2 separate regions of the Acanthopagrus latus genome follow, and region 2 is linked to region 1. A link is a contact called in public Hi-C data. All regions are on one chromosome and are shown on one strand. The core of a region is the stretch at or near the end of the contact, and the rest is flanking DNA. Distances in the headings are between cores, read along the strand shown. Region 1 holds the start of wwox (WW domain-containing oxidoreductase). Region 2 holds the start of LOC119023740 (transcription factor Maf-like).

The links. A called contact is a pair of places that touch in the nucleus more often than the background predicts.
Region 2: a contact with region 1 is called in a Hi-C map of liver, with 2.5 times the contacts expected there. The contact joins the promoter of LOC119023740 here to the promoter of wwox in region 1. A contact is called at or near these places in 3 of 4 Hi-C or Micro-C datasets (liver and muscle).

Annotation. Positions count from the first base shown.
Region 1 is chr8:6,627,348-6,631,009 of fAcaLat1.1, forward strand. It overlaps wwox (WW domain-containing oxidoreductase), which reads left to right and starts at 2,216. Exons shown (of 9, transcript XM_037105782.1): 1 at 2,216-2,468. The coding sequence starts at 2,362.
Region 2 is chr8:6,811,988-6,815,642 of fAcaLat1.1, forward strand. LOC119023740 (transcription factor Maf-like) reads right to left here and starts at 1,656. Exons shown (of 1, transcript XM_037105849.1): 1 at 1-1,656. The coding sequence starts at 400.

The sequences.
Region 1 (3,662 bases), core at 966-3,465:
CAACACCGGCTTGCTTTAAGTAACATGCATCATTCTGTTAGCATTTAGACAGAACTCTCACTGAGAGAGAGAGAGTTCATTAATGAAGACTGTGGTGTAGTCGCAGGAACAGGAGGAAGCTCAGACGTGGATCATGAGTCAAGATGATTTCGTCAGCAACATCCTCCATGTGTGTTTTGATCCAGTGGTGCTGTGAAGAAGCTCCCTGATGAAAACCCAACACAAACATACAAACACAACAGCTGATTGTCACATCTTATGCTCAATGACTGGGTGAGCGTCTGTCATGCGGAGAAGCAACAGAATAACGGTCTGAGACATCGTGCCCTCCTCTCTTGCGTGTCCCAGATTGTCACTACAGTGTTTGTCTACCTCAGCTCCAGAAGCCCGTAGCCTGAAGTGTGACAGCGTTTATTCTACGTCAAGGTTCAGCGCTGTTTCGCCTGCTTGAGGGAGCTGTTTGCCAGGTAACCACAGTTCAGCCCTGCACCATTTGCACTGCCTGAAACATCCTGAATTCTTTGAAACGATGCCATCATGACAGGGTCGACTAGATCACAGCAGACTGTAATGCTTTAGTACATCTGCAGCTTGACTGCTTCACATTTTTGAGGAAATAGAGAATAAATGAGGGATGCTATGTGCCAAACTGGAGCTGAAGGAAGAGTCTGTTGTGCAATGAGTAAAATTAAAGTTCGCATCCTGGCGGTCGATCATATTAAACCAGCTGCACGGTTGATCAAGCGTAGGCAGATTCTTCAAAGTCAGTATGCATGACAGCAAGTTTTTCCCAGAAGCCATTAAATAGCCAAAGTAAAACCGCTCTCCGCGTCCCTGGCAGTAATAACACAACCTGCTCACTTAAAGCAGCAGTTGAAACACGTCAATAGCAAACAGGAGTGGCACAAGAGTGGAATTCAAGAAAAGTAGCCTAGTGTGCAGAGCAGCTACTGTGTGAGTACATAACAATGCTGCTACTATTGATAGTTTGTGAGGGGGCAAGCAGCAAGCTATAAAGCAGAAACTGGATAAAGCTCCTTTGTATATGCTTATGTGGCCCTCCCTGCTGCAACTTTCTGCTTTACAACCACATTAAACTTTAAAAAAGCATAACATTTTTATACCATGCGCCTGCTGTCATGACTAATTTCCTTGTTTAGCAAGATAACATCAGCAGGTTAACAGAATGACAACTAATAAAGAGACAAATTCAGTAAATAAATAGAAGTGACTCACACACAATCTAAGGACACTAGAAAGGTAAGTATAGTAGGAACATATGAAAGAATAAATTAACACACCCTTTTCCAACAGTAGAAAAAAAAGCACAGGTGTTTCTGATAACATTAGTAATGGTTTCCTCTCAAGTGTCCCATGAAAGTAAGCCAGTGTGCACAATGCCAGGAAACCCTGGAACTGAGGCGGCTCAAAGAAATTCAGCCATCATTTTTTCCTCATGTCGTGTCAAAATGTCCTCTGTCAGAGCGACCTATTTAAATGATGTTCGAATCCAGGTTATGACAGTTTCAGTACATAGAGAAGACGAGTGGCTGATGGGGAAGTGACTCATGTTCTCCTTCTTTCTACTGTACACATTGGCAGTCAGCAGCATGCTGGTTAGTCAGTTTCCTGGATGGATCTGCTATTATCATATTGAATTAATGACTCTTTTTTTACTGATTCCCTGTTCCATAATAGCTGCGCAGCCGTCAGCAGACAGGCAGGACACCTGCGACAGGTAGCCTAACAGGTTTACGGGCAGGTAAAGGAGCAGGAACAAGGGAACACTGCTGCTTTTGCATACAGAAGAGCTGGTTTGCTAATGAGAAGCAGCTGTACAGGACAGTGTCAGGTCACACAGGCCGCCGTCACAGTGACAGCTTGTGACTTGTAACTTCCAATTGAACTATGCTGTACATTAACACAAAATACCTAATTATGAACAAATAAATACAGCAAATCTCTGTCATGGGTCTTTGTATGTAATACCTCGTAGTCCTTTTAGTTTATGGTGCTTGTATTTAACTTTAAGCTTGTCAGTGATCATACTAACCGGCCTATTATTGATCATTACAGGCATAAAAGTAGTTCATAAGGCATGTGGTAACTTTCTGAAGACGGGCTTTATTATATTTGACCTCTTTGGTTGAGGTTGACCTTGCTGCGCCAGCCCGACGGACACGCCCCCTCCAGCCTCGCCTTCCCAGAAGGCCATTCGGCATACGTCACAGTGTTGTTGCGGAAGTGCCGGGAAACGCTGTGTGTGTGATTTTTGACAGCTTGCATTCATCCTCCGGAGCAGATATCCAGCAACGGTTAAGTGGTTGTTGCGCCGTCGTTTACGTGATTAAAAACTGAGTTATGGCGGCTCTGAAATACGCAGGTATGGACGACACAGACAGCGAGGACGAGTTACCTCCCGGGTGGGAAGAGAGATCCACGAAAGATGGTTGGGTCTACTATGCAAAGTAAGTGGGACAGATGTAGTAACGCTAACTGTCAGCATTCAGGAGTTTAGCCGAACCCTCCACTCACAACCAACGGATAATATCGGCTAACACGGCTTGCTAGCTGCACCGGTTTATTTAAGCTAGCGTGAGTTAGAAGATGCACAGAGCTCACGTCAAGGTTGGTTTTGGTGCTAAACAAAAAAATATGGACTGTTTAATGTGAAACGTTTTGTTATGACTGGCAGCGAGACTCCTGTTGAAGTAATAGTTGTTATCAGTACTGCAGCTCAGAGGAGGTTGTGGTGATGGGACAGTGCAGTAGGTGGCTTGTGTGTGTGGGGGCCACAGGAAGAAGACACAACAGTGCCAAGATATCTGATCAACATTTCATTTCATTCTGCACGTCAGTGTCTGTCATTTATATGATGGAGCCTAGTGTGTAGAGTAGCTGCACTGAGTAAATAACACTACTGCCATGACTGATAGTTTGTGAGGGGGTCTGTGTCTGTGAAGCTAGTTTGCATGTGATGTCAACAGTGCTATATTGTGATTTATTTCTTGTGATAGATACTACCTAATAGAAATAATACATTTTATTTATAAGCGCCTTTCAGGTCACCCAAGGACACTTTATAGAAATAGAAAACAGCAGTCAAACAACAACATGAAGCATACAAATAAAGTATACATAACACAAATAATAAAGCATTACAAAACATCAAGGGGGACTTTAAGACATGCAGAACAACCACAGAGCCACTACTACACTAATTATTGAAAGAATATAGTCATATTTTATATCAAATTAAACAGCAGAAGTTGGGCTACAACATGTAAAAACATGTTCTAATTTTGTTCTACTGTACTTGATCAAAATCAACCTTTGCAGAGACAATGTTCACATATTGTACTATGATTTGAAAGAGGTGTAGAGCGTTGGCAGCAATATTTCTAAGGGATACACACCCTGAAAGTGCTTTCTTTTAGGCGAGACTAAAAATTATTGAGTTTTTGCTGTGTGCCATCTTCATTTACTATTCACCAGTAACACATATACTGATTACACATCTCAACAAATCCTCAAAGTGTTCCCTTTCCCATGACACCAAAAGTCTTCAAATAAACCTTGTGGTTGCTGAGATATACTCATTTTATTATGGATATGTATTTTTCGAGCAGAGGCCTAGAAAATTGGCTTGGGGCTTAAAGGGT
Region 2 (3,655 bases), core at 406-2,905, 180 kb after region 1:
GCCCTCTGGAATAGCCATCGAAGGTCTGGAGCTGGTGACTGCTGCTGATCAGCGCCTCTACGGCGTCCTCCGGGCTAAAGCCCAGAGCCTCGGGGTTCAGCTGCTGTTGGTATCCGGTCATCCAGTAGAAATCCTCCAAGTGAGCCTTCTGCTCGCTCCCTGATCCCGGACTGGGCGCCGAGAAGCTTGGAGAGGGGGGAACCGAGCTGCAAGGCGTGCTCATCGGGGTGGAAGATAGGGATCCCCCGGCGACCAGGCGGCTGCACTGGCTGATGCTGCGATCGGGCTCCACCGGCTCCTTTTTCACTTCAAACTTCATCAGATCGAAGTCATTAACATATTCCATGGCCAGGGGACTGGTGGGCAGGTCGGAGTTGCTCATTGCCAGCTCTGATGCCATCCTCTTGCTGTTGACAGTCCTCCAAAGGGGGTGAGGAGCACCTGTCAAAGTGGGCTGCTGAGACACGCACTGAGCCAGCTTGATTTCTTTATTTATTTTCTTCAAAACCGAAGAAAAAAGTGGATTTTCTCGCACTAATTGCGCAGCGCAGGTTTGGTTTCGTGCGTCGATAAGTTTTTTTCTTTTTTTTTTCTTTCTCTCTCTCTCTCTCTCCTTCAGTCTGCGTTGCACAGAGTAGCGCTGTTTCCTCCCTCTCTCCCAGCGTGCGGGTGTCTGAGCGCCGCTCTCTCTGTTTCTACCATTTAACACTTCATGGCTCCTTTTAGGATTAGTGCGCCAAATTGAGGAGGTTCACGTACGTGTCCCGGGCAAATAGTTGCTTTGTGGAGAATGAAAAAAAAAGGGGGGGAAAACTCCACCCAAGGATTGATAGATTTTTTTTCCCTTTTTTTTTCCGGGGGATCAGTCAGCCGACGAGTTAAAAAGCATTGCTTAGTTTTATAGGCGGCCTGACGTCACACTGAAATATGAAATTGACCGAGACTCAGCCAATGAGGAGCTCAGCCTGGGGAGCTAATTAGCATAATAGTATAGAAACCCAAAGTTTTGTGAAGTGTCCGAGCCCATCAGCAGATTGACACCAGACTTAATATTCCGTCTTTTGTCACTTTTTTTTTTTTTTTTGCGCGGAAGAGAAGGAAAAGCAAATAAAAGACAGAAAACAGATTCGGAGGATTAACAGAAGATATCTGATGGTAAATATGCATGTCTCTCTCTTTTGGATTGGCGAGTCGTCAGAATTTAACACATAATTCGGGTTTTTTAAATAATCATTTAAATACATTTTTAGACTCATTGTTTGTTTCGGCACCGTCAGACTTTTCCTCTCCACCCGTCTGACACTCGTCGCGTCGACAGATAAATATCTTTCACAGGTGTATTTCATTAATTATGCATTATTATCACCCCCCCCAATTAATGAGCCCCAAACCGGCTCTGTCTCGGCAATGAGATGCATCAAATTACATTTTTAATGATTTTCCACCGAGCTGCGGATAAATAGTCAATAAATAATCCCGTATCGCAGATGAAATATCAGACATATCAGAAATACACGTGTGCAGGATGAAGCGCAGCGTCGTGTGAGGACGGTGAAGTGTGTGAGAGCAGCCTGGCATGAGGTCTGCGTGACTGACAGTGTTTGGAAACCCAACGTCGCCACCTTTCGGTAGAAAATAATACTTCATGTTCCTTCAGAGGTCCTGTGAGTGTCCGGCACTGCTGCGTCTTCTCCTGCTGCTGCTGGGTGCAAATGTTTTTGTTTTTTTGTTTTTTTCTGCCTTGAATGGAAGAATATTTCATTTTTTAAATCTTTATTCTCATGTGTGGTCTCTGTTTCTTCTTACTGCTGGACAGGGAGATTATTTCACAGGACAAAAAGCAGATTTCTGGTTTCCTAAACAAACAAAATGTTGATTCGAAATAATTAAAAAGCTTGAAAAAAAAAAGCACCAATTAAAGGAAATATACAATGTTTTTTCTTTTAATTATAAGAAGAAATTATTTTCCCCTCATTCACATTAAGTCAATTCCTTGCAGGACAAACAACATCAAATCTTTTTTTTTTTTTTTTTTTCTATCTAAAACCACAGAGACAACTCCTCCATCTGTGTGTGCTGGTGGACTCTAATGTAATGATCAGAGCATCAGTGTTCCTCTCTCTCTCTCTCTCTCGCTCTCTCTCTCTCCCTCCGTCTGTCTGTCTCTCCCGGTGTCTCTCTCCCTCCCTCTCTCGTCCCCGAGCACATTCCTCAGGAGTGGTGGCACATGAGAGCAAACAATAAGAGGAGGGCTATGCACAGAGGGACCGGAGAGTAAATAAGAGCACTCTCCCCGGAACATGTCACACGGGGAAGCTTCAGAAAACTACAAAGCCGCCAGCAGATAATCCAACTCCCCGGTGTCCCCCGACGCAAGTAAATATTCTCCTGGTCCCTGTGACTGTTCGTGGGGACTTAACGTTAAACAGGAAGGATAAACATCGTGTTTTATTCATTAGAAGACACAACAGAGGCCCCCTCTGATGCTCCTGAATAAATATTAATCAGACGAGGTGTCCCATCTGATGCTGCTACATGTCGTCGCTGCTGTAGTGTAAATCCAGAGCGCAGGAGAACAACTTCTGAGTGTGTTTTTTTTCATATTAAAGGTGCAGTTGTTTTGTATGACTTCATGTTCAGCGACAGAAAAATCATGTCCCAACAAAGGGAGGTGAACAAAAGTAAAGATAGATTGTTTTAATGCAAAAAGGTCGTGTTTTATAACCTCGCACACCCAAAAATATCATAAATATCATAAGTATCAGTCCCACACAGAGAGCAGTTTAAGTGCCCATATTTGATGCAGCGGTGGACACTCGCTGCTGTGTGAGCTTCAGGTTCGCCAGATCTCTTAAAACCAGGATTTATCAGGCCGGGAGTCTCAAGGGTTAACAAGCAGAGTCCGGAGCCAATGCATCAGCTGTGTTACTGAGGGCTAATAGTCCTGTATGCACCTCATTCTGTCTCCCTCTGGACTCTCATGTAGGAGGCTCACTGCCATGAAGTTTACTACTTTCTTTATTTCATCGGGGATGGGTTTTTTTTTTTTTTTTCCTTACACTATCCAGGGGTTGCACTCAGGCATATATCATAAAATAAGCTTATATACGGCAGCAGGAGGAGGACCACTTATACAGCGTTAGTGCAGGAAGTTAAGAGCGTTTGTGCGCTGGTGTTATATGATTCTGCTTTATCTATATATATATATATTAAAAATAAGTAACACACTCCAACCAGATCAGCTTTAATCAGAAGGCCCCTCAAAATAAATTAAATGTGTATAAAAATGACGTTCCAAGTGGGCTGATGAACTTCCTGTAAGTAAGACAGAGTCAGCGTTCAGTTAAATCAATCTGTAGAAACTAATATCTGAAGCACTTTGTGACTCGGAGTCGTTCAGTCCAGTGGTTTGTGGATGAAACGTCTCTTTGTGGCCTGGTGACTCGAGCACTTTGGTCTCAGTTGTACAATCCAGCTGTGTGTTGATACTCTACTACAGCTACGGTTTGTGTTAATGAGACACTGACTGACCTTTTACAGTTCACCCCAGGAGAACACTGATGCATCCTGGGTAAAGGATAACCTGTGCTCATGGACTTCCCTGTGATTTACTGTTACGGTGACTTTACTAATTGTTACATCTATTAAAAAAACA